Regions from separate parts of the Cyprinus carpio genome. Here region 1 is linked to region 2. Evidence: chromatin contacts called from public Hi-C data. All regions are on one chromosome and are shown on one strand. The core of a region is the stretch at or near the end of the contact, and the rest is flanking DNA. Distances in the headings are between cores, read along the strand shown. Region 1 holds the start of arrdc3a (arrestin domain-containing protein 3a). Region 2 overlaps adgrv1 (adhesion G-protein coupled receptor V1).

What was found. Hi-C and Micro-C count contacts between places; a contact is called where the count stands out from the background.
Region 1: a Hi-C map of skeletal muscle shows a contact between it and region 2, with 4 times the contacts expected there. The contact joins the promoter of arrdc3a here to the enhancer-like site in region 2. A contact is called at or near these places in 3 of 8 Hi-C or Micro-C datasets (all in skeletal muscle).

What each region holds. Positions count from the first base shown.
Region 1 is chrB5:17,007,458-17,012,529 of ASM1834038v1, reverse strand. It overlaps arrdc3a (arrestin domain-containing protein 3a), which reads left to right and starts at 2,441. Exons shown (of 8, transcript XM_019100551.2): 1 at 2,441-2,923. The coding sequence starts at 2,644.
Region 2 is chrB5:16,942,452-16,947,986 of ASM1834038v1, reverse strand. adgrv1 (adhesion G-protein coupled receptor V1) reads right to left here. Exons shown (of 91, transcript XM_042724629.1): 85 at 1,467-1,583. Among protein-coding and RNA genes, the nearest start is that of arrdc3a, 65 kb to the left of the region's middle. Within about 2 kb of position 3,421, at least 1 of the 8 cell types and tissues checked has an H3K27ac peak or open chromatin away from gene starts, as enhancers often do. A contact at or near this core is called in skeletal muscle, where this site is marked.

The DNA.
Region 1 (5,072 bases), core at 1,192-3,691, 66 kb before region 2:
ACGGGTTGGACTTCTGTCCAAGTTTGCCAGTGGTTGAAAGATATTGACTTGGGGGAATTCTGTGAAAGGATGGCGATGATAAAAATCTACCAGAGGAAATTTTGTGTCTAACCACAGCACGGAGGAGATTATCTCTGAGTTTCCATGTTTCAGACTGGCCAAAATGGTAAGTACAGTAGTGTATTAATTGCCTCCTTAGTTATGACTTATGACTAACGAGTTATGACTATGTCTTTTCTACTTTGCCTTCATCTTAATATAAGCTCCTTTGGGATCTGAGAGACCGTACCAACGTTGATGTGGACCAACAGATTCTCTCTCAGCTCTCGGTAATGGCATCTAAAGTCCTTCAAGTTTCACAGAGTCCCCTGATGGAGAAGTTCAGTCGTGTGGTTGATGACTGTGAAGATGGCAGACTGAAAAAAGGTAATTAAATCTGCACTACTTAGATTTTCTGTGTATCACTGACTGACACCCATATCTGCCTGAGATCATACATTTCTGCATGTATCTGTCTTGTGTAATAATAAAGACTAATTTCTAGTTTATTAAAGGTAGTAATAATTACTGTCTTAGTAATTAATTGAAAAACAAAGAAAACTTATTAGATAAAAGCATCCACCATGTTATGTTAACCTAATTCTTGTTTTGTTTAAAGGACTACAGTTGGAAGCAGCTATTCTGCTCTTGCCTGCACTGTTTAAGGAGGACCCGGGGTTGCTGTTTGAAGTTGAGGTTCATTACTGAGGAGAGTGAGGACATCTCAGTGGCACTGGGCCTCATCCTTTGTATATATTTTCTGTTTGGGATCCAATATCCTAAAGGACTGAAAAAGACACTGACCTTCCTGGAGTGCGTTGTCTTAAAAATGAAGGATGCAGCCGGACTTCCTGTCACAATTAAAAGAGTGTACAACTCAATCTGTGCATAGAGTCTCTCTCTCTCTCTCTCTCTCTCTCTCTCTCTCTCTCTCTTTTCTCTTTCTGGGGCCTATTCCAATTTCTATTTTTTTTCCTTCTATTTTTTTCTAACTCCTTTAGCCAGTGTTGTTAATGTTAAAAAGCACGGATTATATTTGCAACTAAAAGAAATGAATTAAACTATTTTAAAAGTGTAATGTATTTTGTTTATCAGTAAGCTTTTAGTACAGGATTTTGAATCTTTCAATCCACGATTTGGTATAAAAGCGTCATTTAGAAGCATATTGACTCAAACATTGTAGTATATAGCATGATAATGGCCTACTACCTAAAAAAAAGGTTCTGTAAAGCACCATTTGACAAATGTGCTATAAAGCTTAAGTCCCATTAATGCCAAAAGAGGTTCCCCTATAACGAGCCAAAGAATCACTGTTGAGCACCATTTTTGTTGAAGAAATTGTAAACAATCAAGGTGCTTTATGGCACCTCTTATGGTTCTACATAGCACCATTTGACAAAGGTGCTGTACAGCACCTTTAAAGATAAGTGCTATATGGCACTTAAAGTGGTTCCCCTATGATTACGAGCCAAAGAACCACCTTTAGTGCTATTTAGCACCTTTTTTTTTTAGAGTGTATATAAACGTCCTGCATTTTACTAGGTGGGGTGTATCTGTTTCGCTTTAGGTAAATTCAATTGAGAATTTGAACAAATATCTCCATCTTCAACTCCACTGCACACAAAGGAAAATGTTAAGTTACTGTTCTCCAACAAACCCCTGGAGGGCAGCAGAAACCAGCCTAACTCGTTCACACGCGCGCGACTAAAGGAAGACCCAGAGGGACGCAAGAGTCTGTGCAGCCGCTGCGTGGCGCATAAGTTTTCAGAACTGAACCAGTACTGTAGCTCTATAGCAAATAAAGGATACTGAGTGAGTTGGCCTAATATCTGGAAAAAAATCAAATAAAAATACTAAAAAGGAGGTTCCTACAAATACTCAGTTCAAGTGACATTTATTATAATATAAAAACTGCTGCAATTTGCATCAAATCACCATATTTATCAAAATGTAACATGGCAGCATCCCTTGAGCAATATTGATCTCTTTATCTGCATCTAAAACCATTTTTGCTAAAATCAATTGTATTGTCTGAATCCTAATATGTTGGGGTGGGTGGAATAATTCGTCAAAGCTATATTTTGTTCCTGTTGTGCATACCCACTGAGTACCCAGAGCCCAAATTGACTTAATATATAACATGTTACTCTATAACCAAACTGTTCAGATATTAATGTGGGGCTCTACCTAAACGTGTGGAAAAAAGAAAGAAAGAAAAAGAAAAAAAAAAGACTTCCACGTATTCTTTTAATACACTGCTCAGCTGTTCTCTGTTATTTGTCTCCTGAGCCCCGGTCAAAGAACTGCACAAAAAGCGGAAGAAGGGGGACGGCTAGCAGCCGTGCGCATGCGCACTAACTTGTTTTTCACAAGAGCAGCGCTTAAAGTGAGCCGGTGGCGAAATTTCGCTGTCTTTCATTGCAGACCATCAAGCCTTCACCGAGACGCGATAACAGCATCTTTTGCTGTTATTCAGCTCTCGCATCTCAATGACACTATCCAGTGTTAACTCTGGCTTTTTTTCATAAGAGATTATTTTCATAGACTTTGCCTTGTGATTTTGTTTTGTCTACAGAACTTTGTACATTTTATTTTCTTGCCACCATGGTGCTAGGAAAGGTGAAGAGCTTCATTGTAAGCTACGACTGTCTAAATGACAGCAATGTCCCTGTTTTCTCCAGCGGGGACTCCGTCTCAGGAAGAGTTATTATTGAAGTCACCGGGGAGATTCGTGTCAAGTCACTTAAAATACACGCAAAAGGATTCGCAAAAGTTCGTTGGACAGAATCACGAAATGCTGGATCCAACACTGCCTACACTCAAAATTATACAGAAGAAGTGGAATATCTGAATCATAGAGACATCCTTATTGGCCATGAAAGAGGTAAGCATACAGATCAAACATGCTCTCAGTGTAGATTTGTTCAGAAAAGAGCAGTTGAATGTAAGGTTACTGGTGGGATGCTCAGTGGTCCAGGATGACATGACATACTTTGGATGCTGCACAGTACTTGTTGACCGGTGGACCTGTAGACACTATTGTGTGCATGCATGTATCTTTCTTTTCCTTTTTTATTGTATTTATGTATTCATTTGTTAAAATCGATTGGCTTAATCAAACCCCCAAAAAATACACCATATACACACGGAACATTACATGACAGACTCATCATTCATTCGAAATAATGAATTGGCAATAGTCGTGAATGCCGCATTTTGACTGTCTCATTTAAATCACCTAAATGCGTGATATTCAGCACATTCTTTTCTATTCTGACTATACTTCGGGATTCTTTCAGGTGTCAGTAGCTTGAATGAATTGTGAGCACACAGTTGAGTCACCTCATGCTACAGCCTTAAATCCAGATTCGTTTCGGTGTTCAGTCTATTTATTTATTTCGGAAAAACTACGTCCATGAATTCTATATAAGATAGCATATTAAAACCAGCGATGATAGCTCTTTCGGCATAATGTCTTAAGTTTCCACCCATTGTTCGGGAAGCGGTTCAATCCTGTTTTGATGCAGTGTCTAGCCGTTCTTGTCTCTGATTGGTGGAAGCGTCAACGTGTCTTCTATGACATCATGCTTTTGCGGAAAGTGAGAAAAACAGCAGCAACTTTGCACCATGGCTGTAGTATGCTACCTATGCACATACTTATGCTAAATTTAAATGCATTCACTGGTCCAATATTCAGTTGTTAAGGCTGACTGACAACCTCTTTGCTTTCTTTGTTGCATAGACTGTTGGACTCTTCACACTTGAAATTGTTAACTCATGGCCTTTCTACAATTCTGAGTGAATATATTCGTGGGTTATCTCGTTTCGCACTTTACATTTATAAACTCTTTGCATATTTATGACGAAAATTTCTCACGAGCTGTTTTGATAACTGCTGGTCCTTCGGTAGAAGTTTCTATAATTTGTTTATCCGCTCAAGACTGTCACTTAACGCACACAAAAAAAAAAAAAAAAAAAAACAGTATCTTTTCGCTCCAGTTAACGCAGTTAGTTGTTTGACATTTTTAATTTTCTAGTACAGCGCTCCCACAGTTTCTGCAACTGCACGGAGCTCATGAATATTTAATGAGCTAAGCACCGAGGCAGTTTATTGGTCGTCGGTTGCTAAACAACTTGCTGTAACGTTCCACCCCCACATCGTTCCACACTGTAACGTTAGCATCAAAACACAGGGTTAAAAATGACAAGTGCGAACGGTTGCTTAACCCAGTGGTAAACGTGGCATTAATACATCCACAGTGTATAATAACTTTTACATATTCATTTGCATTTTTTTTGTTGAGAAGTTTTTGTTAGCCTGAGGTGACTTCTAGTAGAGGAAATCTAGTCAATATTTGCCTAATGTTGAAACTCTTTGTATAACCTACAAATCAAATAGTGCATGTTATGACCTTGTTAGTTGCATGCGTGTTGTAATTTCATTCCCATGTAAAATTCTAATCTAAGTCATACCTAATTGTCTTTGCTGCTTCTGTATGAGTGATTGGTTACAATAAAAGTCGATTTGTTATTGAAACTGGTCGGTTTTCTGTCGTTTGTGATTTCTGGTATCTTTTCTTGGCATATTTCTCTCACGTGTTTTGCTGAATGGGAGAATGCTCTTGAGGTCCACGCCGCAGCACACGCGTAGATTCAGTGGGAGGCTGCAGCACAATGAACGGGTAATGAGCGCCCCGGCACGGGGAAGCAGTCGGCTCCGGTTTAGGCCGGTCTTCTCTTGCTAGAGTCTGCACTTGATTGACAGCTCCGTGCTTGTTTACCATGGCTCCGCTAAGCTGAGTGCTTAGCTGGCAAAACGAAAGCCGCCGGTGTTTTTTAGTGTTACACAAACAAATAATTTAACATAGGAATTTCGTTTCACATTTACCTTAGGTTTCACGTGAACTGCAGTGGATCTTATGAGTACTTCTCTCTCTCATTCAGAATGAATACTGAAACTGAATACACCTGTGCATAAAGTGAAATCATTACACCTGTGATGAAACACTCATAATTCATGGGTAAAACATAAT
Region 2 (5,535 bases), core at 2,172-4,671:
CAAAACTGCCTTTGGTTTCAGGAAGTTCAATTTAGGTGTGAGGTTCCTCCAGGGTCAGTGCTCAGTTCTATGTCTTTTCAAACTAAAGGGAGAAATTCAATGCAAAATGAACCCAGATTTTTGTGTTCTGTGTGGGTCTTTGAGGGATTAAAAGTCATGTTCTTTTTTCATTTCATTAAGCATGTTAGGGCCAAATCCTGTTTTTGCTTTCGGGGAACAAGACAACCTTCATAGCCAGAGTGAGCTGACTTCCAGAGACAGGTTTCTGTGCTTAGAAGGGATTACCATACAAAGAAAAGGAGAAGGCAAAAGGGTACAGGTCCAGCTAGATTTATAGGATGGATTTTAGAAAGTTGTCTGAGCAGCTACTATAGGCGTGCTAGCACAACTGCCTGCAAAATCTCCACTAGAAGAATCACACGTACTGTAGCTGAAACATGTCAAGCAGCACGTAAGGTAAATCATGTGTTTTCAAACGGATTGAACTAAGTGTATGAATCATGCGTATTCCTAAGCCAACAATGAAAAGATATGATGATAAAACATTATGACGAACAAGACTCTATTTAACCAAGAGGAAAAACATTATGCATGTTTGCATTAAAAAAATTGTCAAAATGTCAACAGTTTCAGGTATTACTATCCTTGTGGGGACATATGATCCCAGGGACCACACACACACATGCACCCTACAAAAAGATTCTTGTCTTAGTAAGGCAACCTTCTGATACAAACTTCCTGTTCATGGTGTGATATTTATCTTCAGCAACAATTCAAAACCAAAGGTCTTTGATATTTGTTGAAATCTCAAAAGCTCTTTTGAGATTATGCCCTAATCATACTTACAAATACGCATCAGAGAGAAAAAGTAAAACCAAGAAACTAGGTTTCAGATTAACTTCTGGAATTTCTTGAGGGTAAAACTTTTACAGACAGTCTATTATCTGAAGGTAAGATATACCAAACCCTATGTACTAAACAGTCACAATGAAGGTGTGTGACTGACGAAATATTGTGAAATTTCTTTTTTACCTTTTGCGTAAGTAAGCTTATTGTTCAAATGAAAGTTTATGCCACACCTTCAACTGCCCTGTAGCAAAACCTTTCTTCTGAAAAATTCCTGATATCGCTTTCAATTGCTTAAAGGGATAGCTCACCCCAAAATAAAAGTTTTGGTCATTATTTACTCACCCTCATGTTGTTCCAAACCTATATGAATTGCTTTCTTCTGTTAAACATGAAAGAAGCTATTTTGAAGAATGTGAATAACCAAACAGTTGCTGTTATCCACTGACCATAGTATTTGTTTTCCATACTATGGAGGTCAATGACTACCAGCAACTGTTTGGTGACCAACATTCTTCAAAATATCTTCTTTTGTGCTCCAAAAGAGGTAGGTATGAAATAGGATTTTAACATATCTTTCATTTTTGAGTGAACTGTGTCTTTAAAAAGGTAAGGATTACCTGTATGAGCATCCAGCTGAACTGGCTGAGGTGAAAGTAATGGAAGAAGAGGCCAAGAGCAGCACAACTGTCCTCTGAGAACATGCGTCCACGGAAGGCAGACACCAGGAAACAAATCTGAGAAACACAGAATGACAGATACATCAGCAGAGGTCCTGGAGTCCTCATGAACTCAGCAGAAATCACACATTAAGATGACTCTCAGCATTCAGTTCTATCACTGAGTCCCAAAAGAGCATCTCAAATGTCTACGACTGTTCCTAAATCATTTAAACTTATAATATTTTTGATAAATATTTGAAGAGCTGACACTGCCAGGTCTTGACCGGGTGTCTAGAGGACTGTTACATCACACTGCAGAATGGACAGCCAAAAGAGTATCAGCTGAGAAATCATTGTGTGTGTGTGTGTGTGTGTGTGTGTGTGTGTGTGTGTGTGTGTGTGTGTGTACTGAGTGTTTAAGCAGATAGCTTCATTGTAAATTGTAACATTTTAATTTCAAAAATAACAATTTTACATACATATTACATTATATTTTCTTTAAATCTTGCTTTTTTCCAAAATTTTAATTTCTGAAATGAAGACATTTGGACACATGATATACAGTATATATTATGCATGATTACATATTCTGACAGCTGACAAGATATAATCCAAGTCCAAGGGCCAAAGTACACTTCAGGAGCAGTGCAAAACTTTTCAAACAAAAACAACTGGGTAGTTTCACCTTGTCTGTGACCTCTTAGGACTGTATTTGTGGACATAAAATGAAAAACAAAAACAAACAAAAAAACAAAAAAACTGGCATGTGGAAGTAACGGTCCAGTCCATGAATACTGTGACCCTTTCAATACAAACAACATGTTTTTGTCCCTGTTGGGAAACCCAAATTAAGGGGAAACTGTGCCTGTGGAAAACCCATCCTGGCTGCTGAGTGAAGGGAAATGTGGAGTCATTATATACAGGATGACATTAAATGAGGTACTGTTGGGATAAAAGTCAAGAGGACAGCGAGTGGTGTGAGAGGGAGGTGTCAGCGCAGGAAGGAAAAGAGGACAGGGACGTCTGCAATGTGCAGTGTCCATCAGGTACATGCTGGGAAGCGTGATTCTGGCGTGGAAATGTGGTAATGCTGCCAAAAAAAACAAAAAGCTCAGTACTGTATGTGTGTTAGTTAGCAGGGTCATGGAATAATCTCATAAACAAAACTCAGACAAAGACTTTTTCGCTCAAACATATTCATTCATAGTCTGTCATCATTTTAGTTATACATTTTACAATATTAAGGGTTATTTTTGAGGTTAATACAAATCCTTTTGGGGCCTGTGTGATATTTACATTTACTACTGAACAGGAATAAGGAGATTTTCATAAGAAAATGAGCCTGTGCAAACATCAAATATTTGGGGTTATTATGCTTTTCTATTTTTTGAAAGAAATAATATTTTTTCTTCAGCAAGGACACATTAACTTGATCACATAACTTGATTTTTTTACGTGTGGACATGTGTGTCTAAATAGAGAAATTATTTTGAATTAGTTAAAAATGTACAAAATGGGTCATATAAAATTACTATATATATATATATATATTCTCTATTTAGACACACATATCCTTCATAGCCTTAAAAAAATGTATGTATGGAAACAGTTACTGGGATTGGCAGGGTTTAGCAAAGTCTTATTTTTTTCCTACAACACTTCTTCTGTGTCACAGTAAAAATACTCAATCACATTCAAACTAGAAACTCATTACAGTCGCCCCAGTCGTCCCTGGGGCACACACCCGGGTGAGTAAACAGGGAGGAGATGCGATCGGGTTCCCATTCAATATGATCTGCTCACACACACCCACTCAGACGATCACATCCGTAACATTAGCTGCTGATGGCAGGGGCGCCATCCCCCTCCTCTAAAAACCTTTCTGGATGTTTCTCTGCTCCACAATTGATCCAGCTGCCTTTTGTAACAAAAGAGACATCCAGAAAGACTCCTGAAGCTAAAAGTAGCAGCTAACTCAGTTCATCATGAACAACCCATTCAGTTCATACATCAATCCACAACGGGCTTTATATTACTAGTCGACCATTTATCCTGCTGAAACGTGTATAAATAAAGGCAACATGGCTCTGGCTTAACAGTTCCTGATTAATAAGACATCAGCACCCCTGTCATGTGAAACGCATGGCCTCTGATGACATAACCAAAACTGGTTAGGGGACAGCGGTTCATTCAGGGGCTTGAGATTGGAGAAGGGTGATAGAGAGCCACAGTGGAGATCAGAGGACTCTGTGTCTGGGACCTGTCTGGCCTGGAGACAGCCCTCAAGACCAGATGCACTTGATAATATAGATCTGCTTATCCTTTCAGTGCAATCACTCAAACCCATACCAGGGAGTGGCAGAAAATAGACCATACAATCTGATATGCGTTGTGTTTATAGGACGGATGTACTGCACTGCGCTGTACCATAAACAATATGGGTGCAAACAGTACATGCGTAAAGGACAGTTCATGAGCTTATTTCATCATAAGTTAAAAATAAAACCCACACCTGTTCATAGCCTTTGTAATCTATTTAATTCACACCTTGACTTACTGGTACATTTATAATAAAGAAGCAGTGAAAAAACATGGATGTTAGAAAATGAGGTTTATGGGAAAGTGTTAAATCTGTCAATGTAACAAAACACAATCTAACAAAACACAATCTAACACACACACACACACACACACATACACACACATATATATATATATATATATATATATATATATATATATATGTTTTATGACAAAGAAAGCAGATTTTAATATTAAGTACTATGTCAGGTCAAGGACTGAATGACACATTATTTTTTCTCTCTAAGGTCAGTTGGTTCCCAATAAGGCAAAGAAACAGGGCTGTGTCAGGGCTGTTTTTATAGAGACTGATGAGTCACTCACAGTATTATCAGCTTTCTAATGACAATGCAGGATTAGTGCCAGACAGTCCTACAACGCCACTGTCTTATGTGAATTAATGCCCAAGAAGACAGACATTCTCAATTGTGGTTTGTTTGGTTTGCTTCCTTGTTTGGTTTTATGATGGATGTATAATGTGTGATTATGTACAATTTATCTACCAACATCTATGGAACAAGACAAAAAATACATCTAGATTCAAATGTAAATGATCTGGAAAGCAAAAATCTTAATATCTAGATATACAGTTACATTCAGATAAATGTATCATTTTTAAAGGGTGTTTAAATGTTTTTTTGCAGAGATTTTAAAAAGAATTGTAAAAAATTATATAAATTAAATGTATTTGTTTTTGCACTTGTTTCATCATGCTACCAGTTTAAATAATTGAAACTAAATATTCAAATATTCAAACATTCAAACATTAAAGTTGCCATGGTAAGAAAGCGGCTGGGAATTCAAATGTAAACAACATTTTTTGCAGCTAATTCACAGCTTGGAGCCTCCACAGTTACGTACTCTACCTGGAGGAAGACACTGAGCTTAAAACAGTCACACACCATGCATTAAAAACATTATGTCTTGACTGACAGACTCGGTACCAATGCATGTTGAAGTGAGAATGACAGCCCAGCCAGGAGTTGCAACGTAAAAGCTACTTCAACATGTGCACTAAGCTTCTTTGGTTAAAAAGCATTTATTGAAGGACAAATCAATATAAAACAACACCAGTGACTCTGTGAATGACTTGTCTGCTTTATGTATATTATTGGCCTTGAGACATCTTCTACATAATTCCAAATACAAAACTCTTTCATGATCACGACTTCATTTTCTTGTGGTCTCAATGTTATAAAAGTGGTTTTATTTTATCTTACAAGAAAAAAATAAATAAAAAAAGTAGGGTAAATCACTCATAATTTCTCTGGGCAGCCACAAAGCATTTAATTTGCTTCTGTCAAACATCGCTCTATAACCATTCAGACGTCCCATCACACAAGTTGGCAGCGAATTGACCACATGTCACTACAGTGTGAATGACGATAAACTTGTTGACTCCGTCTCAAGTGTCAGATGCCGATTTGTAAGACATAATATCTGGAGA